Linked DNA regions of Sus scrofa: regions 2 and 3 are each linked to region 1. The links are chromatin contacts, called in public Hi-C maps. All regions are on one chromosome and are shown on one strand. The core of a region is the stretch at or near the end of the contact, and the rest is flanking DNA. Distances in the headings are between cores, read along the strand shown. Region 1 overlaps LOC102158650 (a long non-coding RNA gene). Region 2 has its middle 250 kb from the start of HSF2. Region 3 has its middle 150 kb from the start of GJA1.

The links. A called contact is a pair of places that touch in the nucleus more often than the background predicts.
Region 2: a Hi-C map of heart right ventricle shows a contact between it and region 1, with 6 times the contacts expected there. The contact joins two enhancer-like sites. A contact is called at or near these places in 3 of 47 Hi-C or Micro-C datasets (embryonic fibroblasts, fetal heart ventricle and heart right ventricle).
Region 3: a contact with region 1 is called in a Hi-C map of heart right ventricle, with 5 times the contacts expected there. The contact joins two enhancer-like sites. A contact is called at or near these places in 2 of 47 Hi-C or Micro-C datasets (fetal heart ventricle and heart right ventricle).

The regions. Positions count from the first base shown.
Region 1 is chr1:40,662,763-40,666,028 of Sscrofa11.1, reverse strand. The region is part of intron 1 of LOC102158650 (a long non-coding RNA gene); the gene reads right to left. Among named protein-coding and RNA genes, the nearest start is that of GJA1, 340 kb to the left of the region's middle. Within about 2 kb of position 1,713, at least 12 of the 83 cell types and tissues checked have an H3K27ac peak or open chromatin away from gene starts, as enhancers often do.
Region 2 is chr1:40,428,822-40,432,087 of Sscrofa11.1, reverse strand. No RefSeq gene overlaps it. Among named protein-coding and RNA genes, the nearest start is that of HSF2, 250 kb to the right of the region's middle. Within about 2 kb of position 1,642, at least 4 of the 83 cell types and tissues checked have an H3K27ac peak or open chromatin away from gene starts, as enhancers often do.
Region 3 is chr1:40,848,665-40,851,930 of Sscrofa11.1, reverse strand. No RefSeq gene overlaps it. Among named protein-coding and RNA genes, the nearest start is that of GJA1, 150 kb to the left of the region's middle. Within about 2 kb of position 1,625, at least 7 of the 83 cell types and tissues checked have an H3K27ac peak or open chromatin away from gene starts, as enhancers often do.

The DNA.
Region 1 (3,266 bases), core at 464-2,963:
CTATATATCTTTATTTTATAGAGAAATGTTTCCACTGCTCCTTCCAAATTATTTTATAGAAACATCTCCCACACAACCAGGAACAATAAATTTGGCAAGAAGGAGTTGTCAAAGCCAATTCATAATAATGGAGAATGGAGTTCAGATAATTTGCACTTGCCTTGGTTTAACTTTTACCTAAAGAAAAAAAAGCGTTGTTGCTTTCAAAGGTAGCTTTCTTGGTTTTGTGGTGCTTTTTTTTTTTTTTTTTTCTTTTTAGGGCCTCACCTGTAGGATATGGAAGTTTCCCGGCTGGGGTGGACTTGTAGCTACAGCTACTGGCCACAGTCACAGCAACACAGGATCCAAATCACGTCTGCGACCTACACCACAGCTCATGGCAATGCCAGATCCTTAACCCACTGAACAAGGCCAGGGATGGAACCCATGTCCTCATGGACAGCAGTTGGGTTAGTTTCCACTGTGCCACAATGGGAACTCCCCTGTTCTGCTTTTTTAAATACAAAACTATAGAGGGAATTTCTGAGGTATTAAGTAATACTCTAGGTGTATTTAAGACAGCTAGTTACTGCATTTGGTCAGTCACTCTAAAGATACTAAAAAAAAAGTACAAATCCAATATGTAGTAAGATTCTAAGAAAAAGGAATAAAGATTAAAGAAAAAATTTAATGGGTAGTATTTAAACTAGCTACATTTGGGGTATGTCTTAATAAGGGTGTCTTTAAAAAAGGAGGAGAGTTATTACATAGGCCAAAAGAAAATTTATAGTCAGATTGCTGTTCAAAGTTAATAGCACTTATAATTTTAACATACTCTGATGTAAGCTTCACTGTCAAGTTGTTAAAAAAAAATGACTCAGTCTCCACTTATAGGACAGTCCATGGCCTGTAGCAATCTGTAAGGATGAGAGAGAAAAGAGAACAGGATTAACGTGTCACTCTCCCATGCTACGGAACCATGGGACCTGCAAATCCCAAGAAAGAGGGAGACTTTCACAAGGTCACTAGGGATTAGGCATGCACACTAATGGCCTTACTCATTGTTCCAAGGGGTCCTGTGATTGGGCTTGGAGCCAACACACTTCAGCCAACAAAGTCTCTCAATTAGGTACAGTCCCAATGCCAAGTTTCTCAGCAAGAGCATGTGAAAGGGCTCCTTTTGACTTTTGATCAAATCCATTTAAAATCTTTGCCATGGGGTGCTGAAAAAATCAACATTTTAAAATATGTCTAGAATGCCTCATACCTGGGAACTAATATTAGCTACTTGTTCTTATTGTAGAGATTATGATCAATGGATTCACAATGCTCTCAAGAAAATGGATTCAACATAAAATATTACTGTGGGTCATGGTGGAAATGAGAAATTCACTCATATTTGCCAGCAGTGCTAGACTATCAGCTCTCTGGGGTGGGGATCTTGTCTTACACCTCTGTGCAGGTGCAGAGCCCTCACCATGTGGTAGGTAATTGGCGGATTTTTTTTTTTTTTTTTTTTTGACTGGATGGATGATTTAAACAGATCTGTTTACTGGGCTTGCAAAATAATCATCAAACAAATAGGCAGTTTACTGTTTGGAAGATCCTTTTTTACCCTACTTTCCCAGTTACCCGTGGTGAGACTTGAACTGTTTGTCCTTTTAGAACAGAAGAAGAGCTTTTTACACTGGGAAACCCAGACCAATGGCGGCGTGCCTGCTTTGTGGAGGTTGCCTAATCCTTTCTGCTTTGGAATGCTCCTCTGGGTTGGGGAAGTCTCCTGCCTTGGCTGTGATCACAGAGCTACAGAGGGAGGCTTTCACTTCAGCATCCTTTCTTTTCTTTCCAAGTGTAAAAAAAAAACAAGGTTTGACTAACATGTAATACTGAACACTTTGTCTTCAGATCTTGTCTTCTCTATTACATTTTTCAGTGACAATAAGGAAACAATGATTCACAATCCGTAAGAAGGATCCACCCTTGTTCCCTTTAAGAGGGATGCTCCCATCATTTCAACTCAGTTCAAGTGGAAACACTGAACCCAAAAGCAAAAGAGCTAGGACAGACTGGCAAATTCTGTGGTTTGTGCAAAGGATTACGTACCATTGACTGAAAGAAAAAAAAAAAAAAAAAAGCACTACCTAAAATTTGAGGGTTATGTTTTACTCCGATGATTTTCTGAGGACTTCAAGCCCAGGACACAACAGCTCGAACAACACTGAAAACTTTTCCAGAGAGGCAATGATGGGGAGCTAGGATGTATAGGAGTTTTCAACAAAAGACCAAGCAGTCAGAACATCAAAGGATTATTAACAATTAAAGGAACTCAGGAGTGTCCCTTGTGGGTCTCAGCAGGAATGAACCTGACTAATATCCATGAGGATACAGGTTAGATCCCTGGCCAGCTCAGTGGCTTAAGGATCCTTCATTGTTGTGAGCTGTGGTGTGTTTTGCAGACGCAGACAGATACCTTGTTACTGTGGCTGTGGTGTAGGCCAGCAGCTGCAGCTTCAATTTCACCCCTAGCCTGAAACTTCCATATGTGGCTAAAAAGTAAAAGAAAAAAAAAAAAACCATACATTTTACATTAAGGAATTTAGTGCTTTTCTGTGAATGGGAAGATGCAAGAGTTTGAGCTCACTGAAATCACCCCTTTGATATTCACCTCAGCTATCTGGGCCAATACTCTGTTTTCTCAGGGGGCACCATAGGGGGTAGCTGAAGCTGCTGACTGCTTAGATGGGCTTCGCAGTGAGCAGCCCATTTGTCTCCATCCTGAGTTTCCTCAGGGCTCGCTGTCCAGTTGGCTGCAATGTGATGGCTTGGTGGCTGCAACATCCTTTGTTTACTGTCATGGCAGGCAATATTTTAGCTCTCACTATCTATCCTGCTAAACTCCCCTACATGGAGCAAAACACATCTTCCGAGAAAGGAAATTGTTTTTGTTGTTGTTGTTTTTCCTGATGAGAAATGTAGGAATGTATGAGATATCGAACATTTATTTATTTATTTATTTATTTTTGTGTTTTGTCTTTTTAGGGCTGCACCCGCAGCATATGGAGGCTCCCAGGCTAGGGGGTCTAATCAGAGCTACAGCTGCTAGCCTAAGCCACAGCCACAGCAATGCCAGATCTGAGCCTCATCTGCTACCTACAGTATAGCTCATGGCAACACCAGATCTTTAACCCACTCCTCCAGGCCAGGGATGGAACCTGCAACCTCATGGTTCCTGGTGGGATTCATTTCTGCTACGCCACAAGAGGAACTCTGAGATATTGAACCATAAA
Region 2 (3,266 bases), core at 393-2,892, 230 kb after region 1:
ACTGCGGTATGGGTTTGATCCCTGACCCAGGAACTTCCATATACCATGGAACCTCCCCCCCCCCCAAAAAAAGAGAGAGATAAATGTCCTTCTTTAAAAAAAAGAAAATAAAGAATGGAACTCATTTTTCCAGAGGTTATGGCTACATGTCCATAACCTCCACAGTTTTCAATGGAAAGAGGAAAACACAGTGGTCTGCTGCCTTGAAAATTCTGCCTGGCTTTTAGATTCCACTTCCTTGTATTTTCAGCCATCATCTGACCATAAACCGCTATATCACATATTTCTTTTTCTAGTGAGATATTGAGAAATTATCTGTCACCCTGCTCAGATAAAAACTTGGTTGCTATGTATTTGTTGAGCCTCACACAATTCCTGATCAAGAGAGAGTTGGCCCCTTTTTCATGGTGACAGGAATCAGTGTGAGAAAATTTCAGATACTAAAGATTTGATAGGGGCTAGAGCATCATGACCAACCAAATCATGATGGTGTCCTCATCAAATAGTACTTATCCTCTAAAAGGCTCACTGTAAGGTCACTGCACTTCTGATCTAAACCAGCAGAGAGGGATTCTCTGCAGGCTGGTGATCTATCTTTAGCGCTCACTGGAGTTCTTGGCTCTTCTAAAGCTCATCATGTGAAATGTTTCAGTCATCTTTGACAATGTTATCACCTAACATGCACATGAGATCTACTTAACACCACTAGTCAGTCGGAAAATATAGTACCGGGCTCTAAGATCAGTTGCTCTAGACTGAAAATCTATCTCGACCACAACCAGAATGACAACAGGGATTTGCTCATCTAGTTAGTTTTCTTCCATAGCTTCATTTGGTGATTGGTAACTATAAGTACCAACATTTATAATGGTATACTGAAAACCATTCCAAGTTTTTTATATTGATTACTCATTTAATCCTTGCCACAACCTTACATGGTAGGTACTATCATCATTTCTATTTTAAAGGTAAGGAAACAGAGTCACAGATGGAGTAAGTAACCTGCTCAAGGTGAAGGAAATATGTATCAGAGCTCAGATTTGAACCCTTGTATCCTGGCATCAGGAGGTAGAAATAATCACATGATATGGCCCCAATAATTAACTGGGCTTAAATAGAAATAGTTAACTTATTAGATTTTGTCACCCTGTTTCTACTAAAATTTTATTCCAGAAAACCCTATAATTAAATTATTTTTAGTCTGATCATTTAACTTGAGAAAGCTGTGTTTGCATGAAAAAGAATCAGTCTAGTTGACCTAACAGAATTCCCTAAATTCTCCTTTCTAAATGATAGCCAGAAAAAATGTAAGTTCGAACCATATAAAATTGCTTTTATTTTACTTCTTTGACTAACAGAACAGGCAATTTTGTGTGGCTCAACTTAATACAAAGGGGAAGCTACAAATTCATATTCAGTCTAGCTGTCTTTTTATTTAGCATCATGATGATTTTCACTGCCATTCACGATCTCTTTCTTGGCATCCCTCATGTCAGGTAAAACTACTATCTCTTGGTGACAGAGAACAAGTCAGGGCCAGGGGCCTAGACTGTAACTGGGGGATAAAATCATTTCTTATAAGATAGAACTTGGCCTCTGATGTCTGAAGAGTCCTAACCTTGGCCTCATTCGCCCTGGGAGCTCTTCAGTACAAGTGCTTAATAATGTGAGATGTGACTTGCCTATGAAAGTAGATTCAACCCAAGCCTTTATTATTTTACTTCTTTTCAAAGAAACTCCTCTTGAAACCTAACAGCAAAAGAGGCACATTTTCTGATTGAAAAGTTAATTAGTTATAATAGTTCAGAGAATGCCGTAAAACACTCAGAAACCATAACACCTACAACATGCTAAAATCCTCATTTCTTCCACAGGATTTTTCAATGCTAAAAACAGCATCAGTGCCAGTATTCCTGGCAAAAACATTGCTAATTGATAATCAGAAGAATCCAGCTAATGTGTTTACTGAGTGTGAACAAGAAAGGTTGTCACATTCAGAAGTTCCAAAATAGTTTTCTTTCTTTAGAAAATGCGTACCTTCCCAGGACATGCAGCAGCTCTCTCATGTGATTTAGTCTGTGTCACTGGCCCCAGCTGATTCAGAACAGAGGTGACTTCTGGGCTATTGCAAGTGCCATTTTCTGTACTTGGCAATGGTGGCAGTCTGGATGTCCTCATCACGTGAAAAGGTTGACAGCACAGTCATTTTAAAATTTGCCCAGAAACCCTATAGAAGGTATGAAAGGTGGCACCCAGAAGATAAATGGTAGGATCAGGGAATAGGAACGTGGTTGTTATCGCTGACACAGACCATTCTTCCTGTCGCCAAGATATCACCAACACGTCTTTCACTGTGAGGTGATAGGTTTGGGAGATACAAATAAGAGCATATAATTTTTATCCACTTCAGAAGGAGATAGGCACAAACACCTAAAAATGACACTCTAATACAAGGCCAACTCTAGAAGAGCGAATGACACTTGGTTTTATAATGCCATCTTCCCAAGTTTCTAATGGCCATTTAAACAAATTTGTGTTGTTAGACAAAAAGATGTATAATCTTATAAGCATTTTGGAAGCAGTCTTTTTCAGCCATAATATATTAATATATCACACTGGAAAAATTGTCTACAACTAGAGTGATGAAAAGAAAGTAGGAAACAAGCTTCTAATAGTTGGAAGAAAGTACACTTTCTTCATAACACTGAAAATAGTCCTGCTCTTGGCAGGAGCTTGGATACCCTATAATCCAATTGCCTTCTCTTTAGAAATAAGGAAACTGAGCCCAGAAAAGCTAAGCAATATATACATTTTAAAGAGCATTTTATTAAAACTCAATAGAGGAGTTCCCTTGTGCCACAGCAGGATAAGGATCCTGCTTATTGTCGTCCCTGAAATGGCTCAGATGTGGCATACTTGTATTTCATCCCTGGCCCAGGAACTTCCACATGCTGTGGGCGTGGCCAAAAAAATCAATAAACCTTCAATATTCTTTTAAGAATATTTTTACTCTTTTGCTTTTGACAAAATTACAGAATGTCTAAGCTACGAAAGGTTGGCTGAAAATTGAAGACTTCAGGTCTGTTTAATACTTGGAACCAGTGTGGTAGCCAGTGTGGTATATACTCAAAGTAATTCTCGGGAAAAGAGAGACACACAACTGTTTTTTACATTTCATCTTCTTCAGGCATCCCAATGAGCAAAGCTTTCAACAAAATGATAGACATTGAGACAGTTTATTATGGAAAAAAAAAATGCTTTTTGAG
Region 3 (3,266 bases), core at 376-2,875, 190 kb before region 1:
GTAAAAGAGTTTAAAATGGCGAAGTTGGAGTTCCTGTCGTGGCTCAGTGGTTAACGAAACTGACTAGTATCCATGAGGACTTGAGTTCAATCCCTGATCCTTAAAAGTAGAGATGCTTTCCCCACTGAGTTCAGGGTTAGAGGGAGATGTGATTCTGAAAGAATGGTCAGGGAGACGAAACAGTGCTGTTGGAGGAAGGGAGCCAGGAGACAAGGAAAACAAGCAGCTTTTAGAAGCAAGAAAAGGCAAGGAAATAGATTCTCTTCTAGAGACTCAGTACTCTTCTTTGTCAACATGTCGATTTTAGGCCACTGAGATCTGTTACTCTTCTGACCTACAGAACTGTAACATAATCAATTTGTTTTATGTCTTTTAAGTTTGGGGTAATTTGCTACAGCAGAAATAGAGAAGTAACAACGTGTGCATAGGAGTAGCCTGGAGGTCTATGAAAAATGTGATTCTGGTCCAGCAGGTCTGGGGCGGGGCCTAAAAGTCTGCATTTTAACCAGGTCAGGTCAGGTGATGCCAGTGCTGCTGGCCTGGGGATCACACTTTGAGTAGCAAGGCTGGAGAGAGCATGCATTCGACTCTCTTTATATTATAGATAATGGACTTGAGGTTTAAAATGTGTACTGGTAGAGCTATCTTCAACTCCCAGCCCACTTCTCTCACTGTCATTGCACAGGTACTAAAAACGGAAGAAAGGAAGCAAGAAGGGAAGGCAGGAAGAAAGAAAAAAAGAAGCCCATCAGGGAATGGGGAATAGCAAGCAAGGAAAGGTGCCAGTGTTTGAAACATTTGGCTCCAGAGCCTCTGTGTGTTTATGGTGACTTCGAGGTGTGCTGGCTGACAGCGAGCTGACACAAACTGTTAATTACCAACACATCAGTAAACTAACAGCTGTTCCCTATGTGCAGCAGACTGAGAGCCCTCTTGTTCCCAGGGGTTTCTAACTTCCTAGGTGTCAGCACGTTCAAGAGAGAAATTTCAGGACAAGAGAACATTTTGTTGTGACAGTTTAGAGGGGTAATTTCCAGGAAGAGGCTCAAAAGCTGCAGATCATCTGTAAACTCAGAACTATAAATACAGAGGGAGTGTTTCCAGTGACCTGAAGGGTATGTTCTAGGTTTATCTTGTTGCCTGAGGCACGCTGTAATTATGTGAGAGCAGAATGTCAGCTGATCTCTGTTCAGAGGTTGTAGAAAGTACCAGGCTTATTAAAGAGGTTAAGGAGCTCCCATGTTGGTTGTAACAAAACTCCAAGGTGAAAATCAGAAAGGAAAGGATTCTAAGAATGTGGAAGGGACCTGTGAGGAGAGGCTGGTGAGCCAAAAATTATAAGGAGGAATGAGGAGAAACTGTAACACTGAGGCCACCTGGAACAGTAAAGAAGATTCTCAGGGACCAGAGCGAGGTTCTTAAACAACTTAATGCCTGAGTATCATGTGCTTTTCCCAGATCCTATCACAGAGGTTTTTTTTTTTTTTTTTTTTTTTTTTTTTACCTTTTTATTATGGAAAAATTCCAAACATATGAAATTAGAAAGCATGATATATTGAACTCCCTCACACCCACCCCAGACTCAACAATGATCAACTCATAGCCAGTCTTCATTCACGCTATTCCACCTGCATAATACCTCCCCTCTCATCTTTCCTTTTGCCCTGAACTATACCGATGTGCAGGCATCATGGAAAAAGCATTTTAAGTGGACAGATGAGTAAGCACAAACACCCCAGGACAGAGGGTGCCTGGCAAAAAGGTCCATGTAGGTGGAATGGGGGAGTGAGGGGAACATTGGTGGGGGAAGAGATTTGGGACGTTGCAGGGCAAATAGGTGTAACAGACACACTGTCTAGGTCTTTGTAGTTCATTGTCACAGCTTCAGCTTTTACTCTGAGTGGAAATTTTAGAGCAGAAGGGACTAACAATTGTGGGAAGCTAAAATTGAGAAGCCAGGGAGTTCCCGTTGTGGCTCAGAGGTAATGAACCCAACTCATACCCATGAGGATGTGGGTATGATCCTTGGCCCCACTCAGTGGGTAAAGGATCCAGTGTTGCCTTGAGCTGTGGTGTAGGTCCCAGATGCGTCTTGGATCTGACATGGCTGTGGCTGTGGTGTAGGCCGACAGCTGTAGCTCCGATTTAACCCCTAGCCTGAGAACTTCCATATGCCTCGGGTGCGGCCCTTAAAAAGATAAATAAACTAAACTAAACTAAAATAAATGAGAGAAGGCAAAGGGGGTGACAGAGCATTACTGGATCTCCATAGAGGAGCTGCCTGGTAGGAGCTGTAGTCAGAGTCAAGAGTGAAATTACAGCCAAGAACTTTGCTCCAACTTCAGGAAGGAGTAGGGGAATGATCACGCCAATTGCCATGGTAATTGGACTCAATATCTCTGATAAGAGTAGCCTCCATCTCTGCCTCTTGGTTCAGGGGTGGGGGGAGTCTGAATGGTCAGAGGGCTCTCTCAGCTTCCAGTTCAATGGAACATGACTATGTCTCTCCTTGGAAGGATTTCTCCCTTGGTAACTAGAACCTTCACATCACCAAGTCCAAGTCTCTGGGGACAGACCCTTAAAATTTCTTCAGTGGATTAAGTATAATAGTGAGAGGGATCCCTTCCACCCCCACCTGTTGGTTCCTGGATTTATGTAATCTGGTGATGGAGGAAATGGTACCACATAGTCCCCATTTCACCAATGAGATAAAGCACTCATTGTTCTTTGGTTTCTATACTATAGGCTTAAGAATTCACCACATAGTCTATTTCTTTCCTTATATTTTGCCTATGTATGCTGTCCAATATAATTTATCTAAGACTAAGCAATGAACCTAAATATATGAGAATAAAATTTAAATAAAAAATTAACTAAGGCAGGAGTTCCCATCCTGGCTCAGTGGAAACAAATCTGACTGGCATCCATGAGGATGCTTGTTTGATCGCTGGCCTAGCTCGGTGGGCTAAGGATCCAGTGTTGCCGTGAGTGGTGGTATAGGTCGCACCTGCGGCTTGGATCCCACGTTGTTGTGGCTGTAGCGTGGGCCAGCAGCTACAGCTCTGATTTGAGCCTTAGCCTGGGAACCTCCATATGCCATGGGCGCAGCCCTAAAAAGACAAAAAAGAAAAAAAAATTAACTAAGGCAATGCCAACAACATAAATTTGCTTCAAGGTTGAACAATGTAAATACTCCTATTGTTATATATTCAGGGAGAAACCAAAGCCCCACATTAAACCCTTTAATCATTGATAGTTAAACTTGT